Linked DNA regions of Mus musculus: regions 1, 2, 3, 4 and 5 are each linked to region 6. The links are chromatin contacts, called in public promoter capture Hi-C maps. All regions are on one chromosome and are shown on one strand. The core of a region is the stretch at or near the end of the contact, and the rest is flanking DNA. Distances in the headings are between cores, read along the strand shown.

Evidence for each region. Promoter capture Hi-C pulls out the DNA fragments that hold promoters and counts their contacts.
Region 1: a promoter capture Hi-C map of neutrophils shows a contact between it and region 6, with 4 times the contacts expected there. The contact joins the promoter of Aph1c here to the promoter of Hacd3 in region 6. A contact is called at or near these places in 2 of 39 promoter capture datasets (neutrophils and pre-B cells).
Region 2: a contact with region 6 is called in a promoter capture Hi-C map of liver, with 2.5 times the contacts expected there. The contact joins the promoter of Ciao2a here to the promoter of Hacd3 in region 6. A contact is called at or near these places in 4 of 39 promoter capture datasets (liver, neutrophils and pre-B cells) and 3 of 9 other capture datasets (adipose tissue, liver and pancreatic islet).
Region 3: a promoter capture Hi-C map of liver shows a contact between it and region 6, with 2.2 times the contacts expected there. The contact joins the promoter of Aagab here to the promoter of Hacd3 in region 6. A contact is called at or near these places in 2 of 39 promoter capture datasets (erythroid cells and liver).
Region 4: a contact with region 6 is called in a promoter capture Hi-C map of liver, with 2.3 times the contacts expected there. The contact joins the promoter of Snx22 here to the promoter of Hacd3 in region 6. A contact is called at or near these places in 2 of 39 promoter capture datasets (erythroid cells and liver).
Region 5: a contact with region 6 is called in a promoter capture Hi-C map of liver, with 2.3 times the contacts expected there. The contact joins the promoter of Smad3 here to the promoter of Hacd3 in region 6. A contact is called at or near these places in 3 of 39 promoter capture datasets (erythroid cells and liver).

Annotation. Positions count from the first base shown.
Region 1 is chr9:66,833,082-66,836,144 of GRCm38.p6, reverse strand. It overlaps Aph1c (aph1 homolog C, gamma secretase subunit), which reads left to right and starts at 1,439. Exons shown (of 6, transcript NM_026674.3): 1 at 1,439-1,659; 2 at 2,816-2,986. The coding sequence starts at 1,547.
Region 2 is chr9:66,125,231-66,128,232 of GRCm38.p6, reverse strand. Ciao2a (cytosolic iron-sulfur assembly component 2A) reads right to left here and starts at 1,622. Exons shown (of 5, transcript NM_026635.3): 1 at 1,263-1,622. The coding sequence starts at 1,386.
Region 3 is chr9:63,601,280-63,604,111 of GRCm38.p6, reverse strand. Aagab (alpha- and gamma-adaptin binding protein) reads right to left here and starts at 1,466. Exons shown (of 10, transcript NM_025857.3): 1 at 1,341-1,466. The coding sequence starts at 1,413. It overlaps Iqch (IQ motif containing H), which reads left to right and starts at 1,619. Exons shown (of 22, transcript NM_001311098.1): 1 at 1,619-1,745. The coding sequence starts at 1,695.
Region 4 is chr9:66,068,366-66,071,603 of GRCm38.p6, reverse strand. It overlaps Snx22 (sorting nexin 22), which reads left to right and starts at 1,845. Exons shown (of 6, transcript NM_001379335.1): 1 at 1,845-1,998; 2 at 2,347-2,430; 3 at 2,814-2,918. The coding sequence starts at 1,924.
Region 5 is chr9:63,756,691-63,759,475 of GRCm38.p6, reverse strand. Smad3 (SMAD family member 3) reads left to right here and starts at 1,482. Exons shown (of 9, transcript NM_016769.4): 1 at 1,482-2,004. The coding sequence starts at 1,799.
Region 6 is chr9:65,020,443-65,023,237 of GRCm38.p6, reverse strand. Hacd3 (3-hydroxyacyl-CoA dehydratase 3) reads left to right here and starts at 1,521. Exons shown (of 11, transcript NM_021345.2): 1 at 1,521-1,781. The coding sequence starts at 1,695.

The DNA of each region.
Region 1 (3,063 bases), core at 190-2,689, 1.8 Mb before region 6:
GCATTAGAGCAGATGCAGAGGTGGGAATGAATAGCTGTTAAAGAGGCTAGATAGCCCAAGATATTGGCTCTGTATCTACAGCGTTTCAATTCTCCACAAACATGAATGTAATTAGTCAATATTAACCTTGTAGCATTCTTAACATAGCTGTGGTTGTTTGTCCTGAAATTTAAATTCAGATATGATTAGAGAATGCCTTTAAAATTTTTTAAGTTTTTGGAGATCAGGGCTGTTAGTGGCACAGAAACCAACTTGTCAGAACAACTCGTCAGTATTTCATTATTCCTTTTCCATAGGGGATGATTCACCTGGGTCATACCAGCCCAGTTGGATTTTTACATAGGATGGGAGCCCCACATTCCTGCAACCACGGACACAGAAAAAATACTTACTTTAAAGGAACCGTGCCCCTGTCCTGCTGTTTACTTCAATTGACCTTCAGCACAAAAGTGGCCTGGTAATCTCCCTTAGACCACCTTACAGTTGGCCAGCACCAGGGACAATGTGTACCCACAGGCAAGAGGGCTGGGGCACAGCTTTTAAGTCTTCAGTGAGCCACGCTTTGGAATAAGGACCTGCAGCGCTGGCAAGTCTGAGGCTTGGTGTAGCCCTTTGCCTCTCGGAGGTCTAGGCGCCCGCCCAGTTCGGCGGGCAACTTTCATTGCCCCAAGAAACCTAGAGAAGAAACCTTGAAGGACCCCTTTCCATTCTCAGCACCCCGAGTGCTCTGAAGAACTGCCCAGCCCTCAAGGCCCCGCCCCGCAGTCTGACGGCACGTGGAGTCCCAGGAGGCCGCGTTGCTGCCCAGCCTGCCCGCACACCGAATCCTTCCAGGCTGCACCTCCGCTCTGACCGCTTGTGAAGCCCCTCGAGGCCCTGTCCCCTGCGCTGTACGCACGCAGAGACACTAGAGGCCGCCCCGGTTCTGACAGCACGTGGAGCCCCTCGAGGAACCGCCTCTCTGACAGCTTCTCGATGCCGCTGCACAGGTTCTAACAGTACTCTGAGCCTCTCAAGAAATAGCTTCCCGAATCCTGCACCGCCATTCGCTCTCAGCGCCTGGAGCACCTCCTGGAACTACCTCCCGAGATCCGCCTGGACACCCCTCTGCGACTGACCGTTGTGCGATACAGGCTCTGTTTTTCGAGCTCCGCCCCCGCCCAGTCCTGCCTTGCTGTGGAGCAGCTCGAGGACCCGCCTCCTCGACTCCACCCCGCCCTCTGCAAAAACAAGCCGCGGAGCATCTCAAGGCACTTCATCTAGAGCGCCGCTCCGCCCTCTGCTCTGACTGGCTGTGTCCTGCACCGCCCCCAGGCTCTGATTGGCCAGAAACCGCCCCTAAGGCACCGCCTCTCGTACGTCCCGCCCTCCGCTCAAAAAAGCCTTGGAGCACCTCGAGGCCCCGCCTCCCGGGCTTTGCTCCGCCCCCTTCTCTGATCGAGCCCGGAGTACCTGGCAGGCCTGCCCCGCCCCGCATTCCGCTAAGAAATCGTCCCAGTCACCTCGGATCCACTCAGGTCCCCCGGGACTGGCTTCTGTGGGTACCATGACGCTGCCTGTGTTCTTCGGTTGCGCCTTCATCGCCTTCGGGCCCGCGTTCGCACTCTACCTCTTCACCATCGCCACCGACCCTTTGCGCGTCATTTTCCTCATCGCTGGGTGAGGTTGAGCCGAGTCCCGGACACCGCGGGTCCCTCCCTCTCCTGGGTTTCCACGACCCCGGGATCCCCATCTCCCAGTGGCTCCCAGCTTGTGGGACTGTCCAAGACTGGGGGGAGGGGGTTCAGGCTGAGCAGGCGAGTCCTGCGGGTCTTGGCTTCTGTGGAAGATGGGAATAAGTGGATACATTCGTGTATGGAGCCTTAGTCTTTCCGTAGGAATTTCTCATTTCACTCAGTGCTCAGCGGCATCGAAGAGCTGTTCTCACTCTCTGCCATTAAAGACACCTGGGGATCAGTTGTCCACCTCCTCAACCCCCGTTCTTGGACTCAGAATGCCTGTGAGGAATTTGGGCTCAGATTTTTCTTGTAGGCCCCTGGGTAATGGTTGGGGTGCAGCCAATGGTGAAAGCCTGAGAAAACCGCTGCAACACCTGACCAGTCTTGCTGAGAACTTGGTAAATATCTAACTCTGCTGGTGACTGCGGTCTTGATCCCTTTGCACCTGCTGAGACTGAGTTTCTGAGACTTGGCACCCAGGCAACTCACTGGCTAGCCAGGAACTCCAGCCTCTCTGCGTTCTTTTTTCCTGTAATAAATAGTGCTCCTTCGCTGTTGGCATTAAAAATCAATAGAGTCTGTTGAACGTCAAGCTTGCTGTGTCCTTAAAGTCCACAGGAAGGTTGTAAGAACCGGGCCTGGAAAACAACTAGACCACAGCATGGGTTTTCAACTTCTGAGTTTTCCATGGTGCACACAATAAATACAGGTGTAGGTGTTTGTTTTCCTTCAGAAAAGATACTTATCTTTACAGACAGCTAAGCCATTAAATTCACATTTTCTAGGATATGAAAATTGTAACAGCCACTGGTTATATGTTTCTATGGCACACCAATGAGGCAAAGCAGTAACCAACTTCCTCGTTGCCAGTCCTTGGCAGATAGTGTTCTGGTGTACACAGACAGGGTCACTGAATCGTCCTTGTTGAGGGCATCTGACGTTCCTCTTGGACTGTTTTTTCACTAGGAGGAAAATGGACCATTGATTAGCAAATGCTGATTCGGAATACCATGTGAAGGGGTTCTTTCCTAAAAAAGATCAAGATATTTGTTTCCTGTGCTTCTGTTAACTCGTGACTTTTGTCTTCTACGTTCCAGTGCTTTCTTCTGGTTGGTGTCTCTCCTGCTTTCGTCCATGTTTTGGTTCCTAGTGAGAGTCATTACTAACAACAGAGATGAATCAGTACAGAATTATCTGCTCATCTTCGGAGCGTTGCTCTCTGTCTGTATCCAAGAGCTGTTCAGGCTCGCATATTATAAGCTGTTAAAGTAAGTTAAATGTTTGTTTTATTTTCCCAGTTAGACTTGAATTATGATTTGGTGGTTGTTACATTTCTAGCCTGAAA
Region 2 (3,002 bases), core at 373-2,872, 1.1 Mb before region 6:
TTTCTAGTCAATTTCTCTTTCCTCTGCGTCTCCATACCTCCTACTTAAGCTCATGACCTCTGACTGCATTTTGTATTTTTGCATAAGTGGGTGTCATTCAATGCAAACTTGAGGACTAGAATCATCTCTCTTGAAGAGTTGTATTTCTGGTCCCCGGAAGTTTCCAGACGCTATATGCAGAGGTATGGTAGGATGGGAATGTTTTGTGGAGATAGTACAGTAGCAATTATCTTCTGCCTGGGGTTAAGTCAGCCTTGCCTCTCTACCAAGAGATAAGGGAACCTGATTAGCTCCCGGGCCATTCCATCTTTGGAATCCTTCTTCCTGGCCTATAATTCCACCTAAACTGTATCTGTAGGAGCATCTCTCTTAGTGCTACATCTTGGCCTTTTTGTTTTCAAAAAAATAGGGCTAGTGGTGGAACACACCTAATTTGTATGAGACTCTGGATTTTCTCCCCAATCCTGATAAATAATACTACAAATGGTCAACGGAGGGAAGAGAGGGGCTGGGGAGGTAGGGTCAAGAGTGGAGAAGGAAAGAGGGAGGGAGGGAGGTGGGGGAGGAGAGAGAGAGAGAGAGAGAGAGAGAGAAACACGAACAAGCATTACATTTTCAATCACAAGTTTGGTTTTTTCTGTTTCTTACTGACAATATGACCCTCTGGGTACTTGTTAAACAACCCACTCCCCATCTGTACAATGAAGACAGTCCCTCAAAGTGGAGAGTCTCTGAGTGAATACACGAACACACTTAACTGTGTAAGAAAATTGTAAATTTAAAGCCTCTCGCTGAGATATCTATCCCTACCTCTTCACTTCCTATTGATTCTGTCACACAAGAGAGTTGCTATGACCTTGGGCCAGTCCCCAACTCGGCCATTACCAAACAGTGACCTCAGTTATGGCGGGAGGAACGCAAGTCCAGGAACTAAAGAAGGAAAGACTCTTGAGTAGTGAAATCTTCGGCATGCTTTGCTTCTTGATCACTGTAGGCTCATTCTGCCCACATCCCTTGACACTGTCCCTAGAGCTGTAGGCAGTCCAGGGTAACAAAGCGTTTATGAGTTCCTGGCTCAATTTCGCTCCAGGTTTAGAAATAGCCCGACATTGCTGTGTGACTTAGGACCCGGAAGAACATGCTTCCCTCTAAGTCTGGTAAAAACCCCAAGGGTCCACTCCAGCCCAAGGGTGAGGCCCTCCTCCACCCCCTCTCCAATGCCGCCTCTCAAACACCGTCAAATAGTGCCCTGGGTAAATTACCATAAACTTCTAGCGCTTTCTCTTCCATGATCCGGGGCTGCCAGGCAGCTCCGTGCTCAGAAAAGCCTGAGAGCCATAGGACCCTGCTCAGCGTCCAGGAAAGCAGCCCAGACACTCGCTCCATCCTCACGTTCCGCCATCCCTGGCGACTGTCCCAACCGAGCCACCGTCTTTCCGCAGCCGACCTCGAGAGAGAACTTCCTGGTCTTCAAATAAACCAAGACATGTGTAAAGGTTTAGGGGAGCAGAGAATAGGCGGGACTCAAAACTGCAACGCGAAGGACCTAGGGAAATTAGCTGTAAAGACTACATGTCCCAAGATGCTCTGCTCGATTTAGAAGGCACAGAAAAATCCTTACGGCCCGTTAGGCGCATTGCATGCTGGGATGTCTAAGGGGCGTTAGCGGAGCGGCGGCGAAATGTATATGGGGCTTGTAGTCTTAGCCAGAGGATCGTGTAACGGACTGTTATACGTCACCAAATGCCCCACTCAGTTCCTAGGAAGAACTAAAGATGAATCCTAAAGAGGTAGGGGAAAGGAGATCAAGGTTACTACTACTGGAAGATATTCTAGAACGGAGACTCTACAGCTATTTCTCAGAGGAAGCCACTTCCAAACAAATTTTTCTTACTTTCTGACCAGGCCGGAAGTGGATTTCCTTTGCGGTGAAAGGGGTTATTTTGGAAGACCAATGTTGATAGGCATGCCTACGGACAGGGAAGGCTTAGTTTTCTTATCTCCTAGAAACTTAGTTTAGTGCAGCTTCTCTCCATGGGGAGGATTTCTATCGACCACCACCCAAATTACAGCGAGAGAACTTTATCTGTGTTCACTATGTAGTAATGATAACGGAGATGAACATCCTAAAAAAGCATTTCTTAACCTTTTTTTTGTGTGTTCATGGCTGTGATGGGTGCCAGTTACAGAGTTGATTGTGTTTCCACCTCAAATATTTATTAGACACTTAATTTGCCATACACAATGTGTATGCAGGAATAAAAGTTACAAACTAAGACACTCTCCTGACCTTCAGGCAGTTTACTTTATCTGTAAGGGAATCCACCCCTAATGTTGAGTTTGCAGTTGTAAACAGCCAACTTTGCTAGGCCTGGTGGCTCATGCCTGTAATTCCAGCACTTGGGAGGCCGAGGGAGGAGCATTGAGTTTGAGGCCAGCTTTGGACACAGAATTTCAGGCCTGCCTAAGGTGGTTTCAACCAGAAAAGCAAACCACCTCTGTTGGTGTTAGTGGCAGGTTTCAGCTCCTTGAAAGGATCATCTTGCAAATTAGTCCGTGATAACATAACCTATGTTATCTTTAAACTCTAGTTGACTTCGACTCACCAACCTGTGATTAAGTTCCGGGAACTTTTTTTTTTTTCGAGGCAGGGTTTCTCTGTATAGCCCTGGCTGTCCTGGAACTCACTCTGTAGACCAGCCTGGCCTTGAACTCAGAAATCCACCTGCTTCTGCCGCCCGAGGGCTGGGATTAAAGGCGTGTCACCACGCCCGGCTATAACCCAAAATTCTTAAGGACCGAATTTAATACACGGAAATCTCCCCTTTGTGTGAAGCCTGGCTTCTCAAAAAATCGATAACTTCTTTTTATTGTTGCACACTGTAACACTGAGTGTGTTTAAATTGTTGACTTACAAGACTGCCTCATTAAACTGTGAGCCAGGAGCTTTTGTGTTTGTATTTGAAACGCACAGTAAGGTGCCAAGCTCACAGTGAATGCTC
Region 3 (2,832 bases), core at 217-2,716, 1.4 Mb after region 6:
GACTTGCCCACAGTCAGAGCCATAGACCTGGCCAGTGAGCTGCCTCCTCAGCTCTAGCTCACTAGTCTCTCTGACCTACATTTCAGAGCTCATTTTGGGGTGGGGCTGGGGTTTATCTCTGAGGTAGAGTGCCACGCTCAGTATGCACAGAGCAGTGGGACTAAAAAGCAGAAAACACACACACACACACACACACACACACACACACACACGTATATTCGCGTATGCACAACAAAGGCAAAAAAAACAAAACAAAAACAAAAACAAAACCCTGAATTTTATAGCCCTTAGGGTCCAGAAGCAAAAGCACTGGGTGCAGTAACACCTCAAACTCATTTTTTTCCGGGGAACTTTCACCTCAGAAAGAACTCAAGAAATGTAACTGCAAGTGAGGGGGCACCCAACAAATATCATGTACACACAAGTATGCATGTATGTACATTACACACACACACACAATCAAGGGGAGGGAATCAAGAACGCCCACAGCTCTCATCTCTAAGGGAGTAAGCGTTTATTCTGGAGCCAAATATGAGGGATCATGAAAAGGGAACAGGAATCAGGGGTGCCTCAAGTCAAATGTTCCAACGTGGCAATAACAATTCCATGGTGTTCTTATAGGAACAACAAAGCTACATATCAGGATGTTCTAAAAATACATTGAGGGGAACAACAGGTTGGTGGATTACAGCACATCGTGGAAGCCCTTGCTGTAGGCCTCAGACACCAACTGATAAAATTCTTAGCCTTTGGGTTGATGGAAGCTAGGGGGTCTGTTTGCTTATTCCCAAAAGGACTTTACCTGATAGTCAGAGGATATTAGGTCAGACACAGAAGTGGGCAACAAATGGCTAAGAAGGAGACTAGAGACAGTCCACGAGAATCTGGCTACAGTTATTAAAATTCCAGCTCTCCACAATCACAGGAGTTCTGGTCAGTCCATCATCCTGGCAGAACACTAACGCGCGTGCATTTTTTGTTTGTTTGTTTTTTTGTTTTTTTGCTGAGCACTTCAGTTCACAAGAGGAACCACTACCCCAGCAGCAGGGGCATAACCCCCAAACACAACACCGCAACTCCAGCGCCTTACATTCGTCTAAGAGCACAATTTCCGGGGTCTTGAATATCATCTTAGGGGGTGCTTGCCACCACCCCTGAGGCGGGAGGTCAGAAACCGGCCTCACTTTACACAGGCAGAAGGTTAAGCGCCTGGCGCCGAGACCTGCGGAGGAGCCGGAGCCTAGGGCCCAGCTCGGGCAGAGCCCGGGAGAGGTCGCCGGCCCTGCGCCCATGGCTCTGAACTGGGCCTTGCAGCCCGGCTCAGACGTCGGGTTACTCACGTTGCACCAGCCGGTCCCCGGTGAAGGTGGCGGAGCAGCTGGTAACCAGCGCGCAGGGTACACCGGCAGCCATCGCTGCGGCAGAGCGGGTTCCGCGCCGGCGCTGCTTCCGCCTTGGGCCGTACCACTGCAGCGGGCACGCGGGGGAGATGATCCGGGCACGCGCGCTGGGCGGGGCCGCGCGCTGGGCAGCCGAGGCTCCGGCTGGCCCTCACACCCCCCTTCCCCGCTCCTCCAGTGGAGCGCGCCGGTCGCGCGCGCCGCGTTGCTATGGTGACGGGTGCCCGCACCATCTAGGAGCGCTCCGCAGGAGGCCATACCTCCGGAGCCTAGTGTCTTCTGCCCTCCTTAGTCATGGCGCAGGCCCAGGAGGACAGCGACCCCATTGGATCCATCCTAATCCAGGTGGGAAACAGGCCGGGCTGGCGGCCGCACAGACCTCCCCTCGAACCCCGAAACCTGTGATCCCAAGCACCACCATTTATTCTCTCGGCCCTATAGCAGGAAACGCCTACACTTTAGGGCATCATGCTCTGGGGGTTGAACACAGGACATGCTAGCGCCAAGCAAGTGCTTTACCGCTAGGCTGCATCACCTGTCTTCCTTATACTTCGGGCCCAGATGGTCATTGACTGTCTTGGAGCACCCTCTACAATCCAGGCAGGCCTGGAACTTGTGATCCTCCTGCCTCAGCCTCCTGAGTAACTGGGATTATCAATCTGTACTAGCAGGCTGGGGTGCTCAAGGCACCATTTAAAAATAAATTATGAAATGTTTAAAGTCCATCCATGGCTTGGGGATGTGAAGGAGAAACAGATTCATCATTAGGAGGTGGTGAGAAGTTCGAAGAGAACGTGAGCTATGGGACCCGTGCTTCTTAACCTACAATAGTCACTGCTTGCTTGGGAACACACACCCAAGCTTTTTTTAAAATTTTTTTTTCTTCGAGACAGAGTTTCTCTGTGTAGCCCTGGCTGTCCTGGAACTCACTCTGTAGACCAGGCTGGCCTCCAACTCAGAAATCTGCCTGCCTTTACCTCCCAAGTGCTGGGATTAAAGGTGTGCGTTACCAAACATATTTTTAAGATCACCTGGATTACAAAACAACATAAAAAATGAAAACTTGGAGAAATATCTTATTTATAATCTAGGGAGAAAGCTCTCAAAGACTTGACTTCTCCAGTGTAATTCAGTTTGTGACAGTTGAACAATTTTTCTGAAACAGCTAGGTTGGTTTGGTTTTTTTTTTTTTTTTTTTGCTTTGTTTTGTTTTGTTTTTTTCCGTGTTTAGGTATGGGTCCCTTTAAGATGGTCTCACTTTAAGAAGTTCTGTAAGACCCCCGATGCTGGGCCTCTGCTCAAGTCCCGGGATGAGCTGGCCAACACCCCAACATCTCGAGAGAAAACCACACCTGATGCAAACTGCAAGAGGTTTTATTATCAGCTAGCTGAGGACGAAGTCCCTCCACAGTGCAGGGCAGGGGAGTTCGAC
Region 4 (3,238 bases), core at 596-3,095, 1.0 Mb before region 6:
CTCTTCTCTTCTCTTCTTCTTCTTCTTCTTCTTCTTCTTCTTCTTCTTCTCTCTCTCTCTCTCTCTCTCTCTCTCTCTCTCTCTCTCTCTGTCTCTGTCTTTCCCTGTGTGGGGGGAGTTATTAGAGTGGCTTACAGGCTGTGGCTCAGTTAGCCAACAATGACTGTCTATTAACAGAAAGCCCAGGAATCCGGTAGTTGTAGAGTCCACGAGGCTGGCTGTCTCAGCTGCTCTTTAGAGTGTGTTTGGATCCCAGTGCAGGCTGTAACACCAGTGAAGGAAAGCCTGAACAGCAGGATCTGCCCCTGACGGCGAGTGAAGGCAGGCAGCAAAGAAGCCAAAGTTTCTTTCTTCCCTGCGCTTCACAGAGGCTGCCCTGAGAAGGTGTGGCCCAGATTTAGGGTGGGTCTTCCTACCTCAAATGATCCTGCTGTTAACCAAAACTCCGGTTTGGTGGTCTTTTTTTTTTGTTTGTTTGTTTTGTCTTTTTAGTTAACTCTACCTGTAGCCATGTTGGCAATTCAGAATAACCATCACACATGACCCAGTTTGAGAACAGAACACTGGGCCATTGAGCACTTTACCTAGAGCCCAGTAAGGAGTGTGGGGCTGAGGTAGAAATGGAAGCCATTTCTGTGTTTACACATGAAGTGATCATTCTGTCTTGAAATCTTACTATAGCCAGGCAGGCACACATCTTTAATCCCAGTACTTGGGAGGCAGAGGCAGGCAGATCTCTGAGTTAGAGGCCAGCCTGGTTTAAAGATGGAGTTTCAGGACAGCAAGGGCTACACAGAGAAAACGTATCTACATATTTAGAAAAACCAAACCCAAACTAAGCAATGTGCCAAACAAAAATCCTACTACATTCTGAAGAAGACCAGCAGGGCGGATGAGAGCAGCTGGGGCCACCGCCTCTACACTCATTTTTGTTCCTCTTCTCTACACACATTTCTGTACCTACTTCTTATTATCTGTCCATCATCACCCATCCATCCCAGCTGAACAAGCCCATAAGGAAGCCACTATTGGGTCCTGGCTGAGTTGCTCAAGCTGACTTTGAATTCCTGGTTTCAAACAATTCTCTTGCCTCAGCCTCATAGATAAGTGGAACCCCTGGCCCGTGCCGCCCAGCTTCACTCAGTGTTTATACTTATGTTACCTGCTTTACAGCTGTGCAGAAACTCCACACAGTTCTTGATATCTAGGCCATTCGACTTTCAGTGCCAAGCCTGGGTTTTTAAACTGCCTCTTCCCCATACACTAGCTTGAAGCAAACTAGGCATGCTAAGGTAGGAAGGATGAATGGATGGACGGGTGGATGGAATAAATGAATGGTTTGTAGGTGCTCATCAAAGCTAGAATGGATCCCAGCCTCACCCCGGCACTACCTCAGTTGGAGTCTTCAGGTGGTGCTACCAGGGACCACATGAAAGAGGGAAGGTTGTGGTGGCTAGGTTCTCTAAGAACAAGGATGGTCCTAACCGGAAGCCCAGACCTGAAACCCACTGTGCCTTCCTCTGACACCTTAGCATCCAGGACATTCAACAAAGACCAGGTGAAATTTTAGAGAGACCAGGTAAAATGTACCTCGGCTGACTACCTGGGATACTAGGGAAATGTTTGACAAATGGGTGACCCTGCTGAAGGTTCCTTCCCTTGCATGGCGACCCATGGTGTTATCTTCTGGCCTCAGGACTTTAGTGAGCCAGGGAACACCCTGGGCGTGGCGAGGGCGGGCTCCCGTATCAGAGGGTGGAGCCTGGGGCTGAAAAATCCAGAGAGTGGGGCGGAGCCTACGGCCCGGGGGCAGGGCCTGGAGCCCGAGGGCGGGTCAGCCTCTTAGGGCTGCTTGGCTGCTCCAGGGAGTTCGGGTGCCCAAGCGCTCGATCCGGGAGAGGCTGCAGCCGGGTCGGGGCGCGGATGCTGGAAGTTCACATTCCCTCGGTGGGGCCCGAGGCCGAAGGGCCCAGGCAGAGTCCAGAGAAAGGCCACATGGTGAGCAAATGGACGAAGAGTGTGTGCGGGGATCTACCGATTATCTTCGCGATCAGCGCAAAAGGGACCCAGAATTCAGGGCTAGGACATTCGTCGCAAAGGTTCGGGGTTACTTGGCTTTGCCAGCCCCTTGGACAATGGTTTGGGCTCTTGAGGGGTCGCTTGGAGCAGAGGGGAGGGCCGGTTACCCTTTTCTTTCAGGTGTGTCTGGGGTTCGGAAGGGGTTTCCCTGATGGTGGCACGCCAAGTCGGCTTTGTGCCTTTCTAACACCAGAAATTGGGCGCGTCTCGCGGCGCGGGTCCTACTGCATCCTTTGGACCCGCCGTCTGCACTCCTCCGCCCGCCAGGTGTTCCAAGTGGAGGTGCTGTACAGCGGACGCAGACACACCGTGCCGCGGCGCTACAGCGAGTTCCACGCTCTACACAAGCGGGTGAGATGTCGCGGACTACCCACCGATTTGGCTCCAGGCCAGGTCCCTCGGTGGCATGAGAAAGAGCTCTGATCCCAGCTTCTGGTTGGTCACCCCCATTACTGTCCCAGCCCCCAGGAGGGTGCAGATCATAGGCGACTCCCCCTGGGCTGCAGGGCCCCTCGCGGGGAGGACGCAATGGCTAGAGCTCAGCTCAGACTGACCTTGTCCGTGTGCGTCCTTTCCACTCTCTGGCTTGTCACTTCTGTCCCAACCACCTCTTGCCAGCTGTCCCAGGTTGAAGCTTAAAGACAGACATATAGAGAGGACTGGAGAAAGTCCTCAGCTAGATGCAGTGGGCTTGAGTGCTTTGCTGGGAACTCACCTCTGTAACTGATGTACAGATCAAGAAACGGTACAAAGTGCCTGACTTTCCCTCAAAACGCCTGCCCAACTGGAGGACCAGAGGACTGGAACAGCGCCGGCAGGGATTAGAGACCTACATCCAGGTGTGCACGGGGTACACTTGGTTGCCCCTAAGTCTGAGGGACCAGGGGAGACCCAGTTAGAGATGTGGGAGTGTGTTGGGTCCCACAACTTGGGGTTGTTATTCAGTATCTCAGGCTCTTTATCCAAATGAGTACGAACTTTTCTATCTGGGTTATTGAAAGTTTTGAATAATCCAATGAGTAGATTCTTCACCCTTAGGGTGTTTTCCTGTATTTTCTTCATGAGGTGTGTGTGGACTCCTTCCTCTAACAGTGATAGTTATTTGACTAGCCTGCCCACTTTGTGGTGCTAGTCTTTGCGGTTCATTCCTTAGGATGAC
Region 5 (2,785 bases), core at 233-2,732, 1.3 Mb after region 6:
CAGCCACCATCTAACTGGTTTGCAGGAACCGGCTTGCTGAGGTCTACTGAGCCTCAGGGGTCTTCCTTTCAGGACTTACCAGGGAGGTGGAAGGAGGGAAACCACAACCCCTGACAAGCTGCCGCTGGCGGTTGGTGGTGGGGCAGCCTCGAGGACAGAGCAGGGGGCCCCTGAAGCTTCAGGGCTGACTCTGTGGGACGAGCCACACTTCATAGGGCTTCGTAAAGCGCACCGGATCTTGGTTTGCAAATAACTTGTTTCTCACCACGGGAGAGAAATAGGTGTGTGTGTGTTCGCGCGTGCGCAAAACCAAGCACACTCTAAGCATCTGGGCTAGCCTGATAGGGAGGCTGAAACAGGATAAAGGAGCAGAGGGTCTAATGTAACGCCCCAAATCCGTGGAGGGACCGTGGGCAACCAGCCCTGAATTCGTCTAGTCTGCAGTAAAGCCCCTAGGGCTACTCAAAGTCAGGTTCTCTTGGCTTCCCACCTAGGCTAACTTTGAATAAACTTCTCGAGTCCTCTCCGGCTTGCTCTTTGTGTGTGCGAGTTCATTGCTTTGTAAACAAAAGCTCTCTTACTTGTTTGGTGTCGAATTTCGGAACTTCAGTAACACCCTGAAATGTTAATTCTCTCCCCTCCTCCAAAGAAAAATCCTAAAGCACCCCCATTCATTCCTTCAGGAACGCAACAGATGTCTTTGAGGCCCGTTTTCTGCAAAAAGCTTGGTTCACTGGGCCCAAGGGACCCCTGGCTCCAGCTATTGTTCAAGTTGTCACTGAGGTCTCTTAACTCCTTTTAAGTCTCCCTCTCCCCTTTTCCAACTCCCTCCTCCGCAGTCTCAGGCAGTCGGCCGTTCTGATCTCACCCAGCAGGAAAACAAAAACAAAACAAAAAACCACCTAAAGCAGCTCTGGCCACTGAGCGAGATCAGCGTGCCCCAACTTCCTGGGCCCGGAGCTTTTCTGAACCCCTCACCGCGCCCGAGTCCTCTCCGGAGTGCAGCCAGCCCTTGACGGACAGTGCCTGTTCCCTGTGAGTCTAATCCTCTCTAGTTCCTGCAACGGTATCTGAGAGTCTGTGGGGCGGCGAGTCCCCAGGAGTCCGGTCCCTCGGCACTTGGCAGAGCTGGCGGCCGCCCTACCCGGTGGCCCACGTGGGCGCGCTTGGCGGCGCTGGGCGGGGAAGGCCGCGGGTCCTCCCCGGAGCAGGGCGCGGGGGAGGAGCGGGGAGCCCCGGCAGCGAGGGGGCGGCGACTGCGCTGGGAAGGAGGCTGCACGCGGAGCTGCGTGAAACGTAGACTTGGGAGCGGGCGGGAGAGGAGCGGGTAGCGCGGCTGCTCGGCCCTGGCTGGCCCTGCAAGGCGGCGATCGCAGAGGAGGAGGAGGAGGAGGAGCAGCGCTGCAGAGGCGGAGGGATCTGCGCACCAAAGCCATCCAGGCCAGCAAAGTTTGGCTGGGGGTTGGACTTTCCTTCCCGGAGGCGGCACCCAAACAGCTACCCCGTGCGGAAACCCAAACTTTCTACTGCCACTTGGAGTCTCGCGGCCGCCGCCTCCGCCCCGCGCGTCCGGGGCCTGCCCGTCAGTCCGTCGGTCCGCGTGGAGCAGCTCGGGCGCCGCCGTGCTCCCGATCCCCGCAGCTGCAGCGCCGCAGTCCTGGCCCGGACGCCCGGGCAAGTTCTCCAGAGTTAAAAGCGAAGTTCGGGCGAGGCGCGGGCCGAGCTGCCTCTGAGCGCCCCCGGCGTCCCCAGTGCGCCCAGCCCCGCCGGGGGCGCCGGTGACCCTTCGGTGCCAGCCATGTCGTCCATCCTGCCCTTCACCCCCCCGATCGTGAAGCGCCTGCTGGGTTGGAAGAAGGGCGAGCAGAACGGGCAGGAGGAGAAGTGGTGCGAGAAGGCGGTCAAGAGCTTGGTGAAGAAGCTCAAGAAGACGGGGCAGTTGGACGAGCTGGAGAAGGCCATCACCACGCAGAACGTGAACACCAAGTGCATTACCATCCCCAGGTGGGGTCCCAGAGCGGCTGGGGGCGCACTGGCCCAGCCCCCTAGCGCGGCCCGGGTGGAGAGGGAGGGCGTGTGCGCGTGTGTGCGCGCGCCTGTAGGGGACGGGGAGTGGGTGGAGGGACCCCAAACAAAACCTTCGGATTTGCCTAGCCTCAGAGACCTGGCTTCCGTGCAGCATTTTGGCTTCTAGACCTCAAGGGTCGCCAGCTGCTTCCGGGCAGCAGGGGTGTTTCTGAGCTTGGCCCCCCAACTCTCGGGGCTTCGGGCTCCAAGTGGAGGCCCCGCTTTGTTCGGCTCTGCCGGCCGAGCCCCTCCTCCTCCGCCGCCTCCCGCCCCGCGCTCGTGGAGGTGGTGGCGTGTGTCCCTTTCTTTTCTTCAGCTCTGTTCCCCCACTTCTTTTCCTCGTCTACAGGAATGCAGTCGGTACAGCTGTGGGTGAGGAGCGGGAGCCCGTTGATTGACAGATTCCTTCTTCGCTCTTTCTTTGCTTTGGGATTAGCATTTTTACTGAGTATTTTTAGATTTGGTTGTGCCAGCCTCCCGCCCCCTGTGCACGCATGCACGCACGCACTTAGTTGGAGAGCAGAGCACCGACTTTGAAGCGGGAGAAACAAGTGGCAGAAAGTAGGGGCTTTCCCTCTTTCCACCCCACCCCTGCTGATTTGCGATCTTTTTAATCCAGAGTATGCGGGTGCCTAGAATGGAGCAGGCAGCTCCAGGCAGATAACAAAACACCCCAGGGCTGGCCTCCCATCGGCCCTGCATTCCTGTAGAGCCTATT
Region 6 (2,795 bases), core at 272-2,771:
TGATCCTCTAGCCTCCATCTTCCAAGTGCTAGGATTACATACGTGGACCATTGGTATACGTGGCCTGGTGGTTCTGGGAATCCAACCCAAGGCTTTGTGTGTGCTGGACAAGTGCTCTACCAAATAATCTACATCCCCATCTACAGCAGCTCCTCCTCTAAGTCCTTCAAGCATCAGAAGAGTCTGTAAAAAGGTGAACATCAGAGCCAAGCAGGATCTCTTGCCAACAGCAGAAACTAGGCGTACGTCCTGGCAATAGCCTTTATCAGTGTCAAGGACCAAATGAAAGCTTTCTGCAGGAGTAATGACTGATCTCTGAGAAGGGAGACATGGCCCTGAGCCAAACAGGGCTAGGAGGGGGGGGGGCAGTCTCTAGAGAGGACAGTGTGGTTTCTTTTTCATTTGACTGACATCATCATAAAAGCCTTATTCCCATCCCCCTGCCCCTGGCCTTGCCTTCTAGTCTCCCTCACCCTGCCCCACCACCGTGTACTTTTTAGCCTGGATGATAAACTCTACTTTATTTCCCTTTCCTTTGTTTGTTCAGGTTGGCCTTGAACTCAGTACGTAACTAAGGATGACTTTGCACTTCTGAACATCTCAAGTGCTGAGATTACAGGTGTTCACCACTAGTCCTGATTTATGTGCTATTGGGGATCAAACCCACTACCGACTAGGCTATAGTCCTCTAGTCCTCTAGTCCTCTTACTAATCTCTGTCTCTCTGTCTCTGTCTCCTTATTGATTTCCCTGGAAATGGGCCCATAATAGCTGTGCTCCTTTACAGAAAAACTTAGAAACAGATGATGACACTACAAGGAGCTGAGGTTATAGTAGAGTGCCTGTCTGCAGCATCCAGGTCCTCAAATGCTCAGGACGGGGCTAGGGATGCCAAGGAACTGATTTGTTTGTTTGCTTATTAGTTCATGTAGATAGCTATAACGAATGGGCTGTTCTGTTTGTTGGGCAGTGAATGGAAACCATCTCTCTTAAAACAGGAAGCCTGAGGCCAGGGGAGGTGTTGCACACCTTTAAATCACAAGGGAGGCAAAAGCAGACGACAGGTCCCTGGATCTGGTCTACCAAGTGAATTTCAGGTCACCTAGAGCTACATAGTAAGACAGACAGAAAGAAGAAAGAAAGGAAGGAAGGAAGAAAAAAAAAAAGCAACACCAATGTATGTCTTGAATGGCTCATCTGTCTTTCTGTGTGTGGCCTTGAAGCCCAGGGAGGAAGTGGGTTCTCACTAAACGCTGCGATCATACAAAAAAACTTGGAAGGGATCCTTGCACACAAGCCTCTTCATACGCCGCCAATCCGCCCTTTCTTTGTAGATTAGAGCCTCTCACTTTCATGTTCTTGTGCAAGGACCTCTCTGAAGCGCCACAGGAGGTAAGCGAGGAGCTCAAAAGCCTCTGATCCGAAGGCCACTGAGCCGCTGATCACGTGGCGCAGCCGCTAGCCTCTCCCACGTCCCGCCCCGTCCTCTCCCTCGCTGGGTTCGCCCCGCCCTCCCGCCCCGGTCCTCACTGCGCAAGCGCGAGCCGCGAGCGTGGGTTATCTCGAGACAGCCGGGCTGCGGGCTGCGGAGCGTGCGGGTCTGAGGCCTGCGTTCTGCTAGCTCCAGCGGCTCACAGGCCGAGGTAACGAGGCGCAGCAAGCCGAGCCTCCCCGCTCCCCCGGACAGCGTGGGCCATGGAGACTCAAGTGCTGACGCCGCATGTCTACTGGGCTCAGCGACACCGCGAGCTGTATCTGCGCGTGGAGCTGAGTGACGTGCAGGTAAAGGCCGGGCTGCGGGCTGCGCGCAGGATCGGGGGCCCCCCGGTCCCCGTCGGCCGCCCTGTGCGTTTGCGCTCCTGCAGTGCGCCAGCAGGAACCGCGAGTGGAGCGCCCCGGTCTCCCTTAGGGGCTGCAGGTGCCGTCCGGCGTTCTGCGCTTGGCCCCGGTATCCCCTTTGTTCCTGGTAGGCGCCCTGGGGAGCCTCAGCAGAGTCCTGGAAGCCGGCGGCTGGCCTTCGGGTTGCCTAAGGCCCTCTGAATTGTGGGATGAGCTCCGTGGGTCTAAAGTGCGGCTTGACAGTGGCCTGTTGTGCGGTAGCAGGACGTCAGCGCTGGCCTCTGAGGTTTAGTCCGGGCGGCCCATTGACCTTCTCAAGGCCCGTCGCTGGGCTGGGCGGGGGGCAACCCCCCAACCGTTCAGTGATAGAAATCTACACCACACCTCCGCTCACCAAGGAAATGATTTCCATCCTCTCTTTAAGGCTGCGAGCTCAGCCTTAGCAAGTTGCGTAAAGAAATTATCGTGTGACATTAAGTATTCATTTCACCACGTTTACCTATTAATGTGAGCAAATCAAATCCCTGGGAACTTCCCATGTCTCTAACCAGACCATCCAGTATTCTGTGTGAAGCGAGTGGTTTTGGTCTGGAATGTTCTTTCCCTAGTCTCCTTGACATCCATGGTATTGTAATCTTCATTCCTCTGAACTGTTTCTTGCTCGCAGTTAGATACCTGTCTGAATTCATCAATTCATCTGGTCTATTTTCTTGCAGGGTCTAGGTGCCCATGTCCACTTGAGTCTAATCTTTGCTTCTGGAATGTAAATAATTTCCCCTTGTGAACGATGAAGCTAATACTGGCCAGAATGTCTTTGAGTAAGCAGTAAATTTCATTTAAGGTGTAAGCAAACCCGAATAAATGCTACTCTAGAATAGGATGAATAATTCTCTGTGCTATTGTTCTCTACTCTGCTACAAGATTCTTTGCTAAAATAGAAAAAAAAGTTTTTGTTTT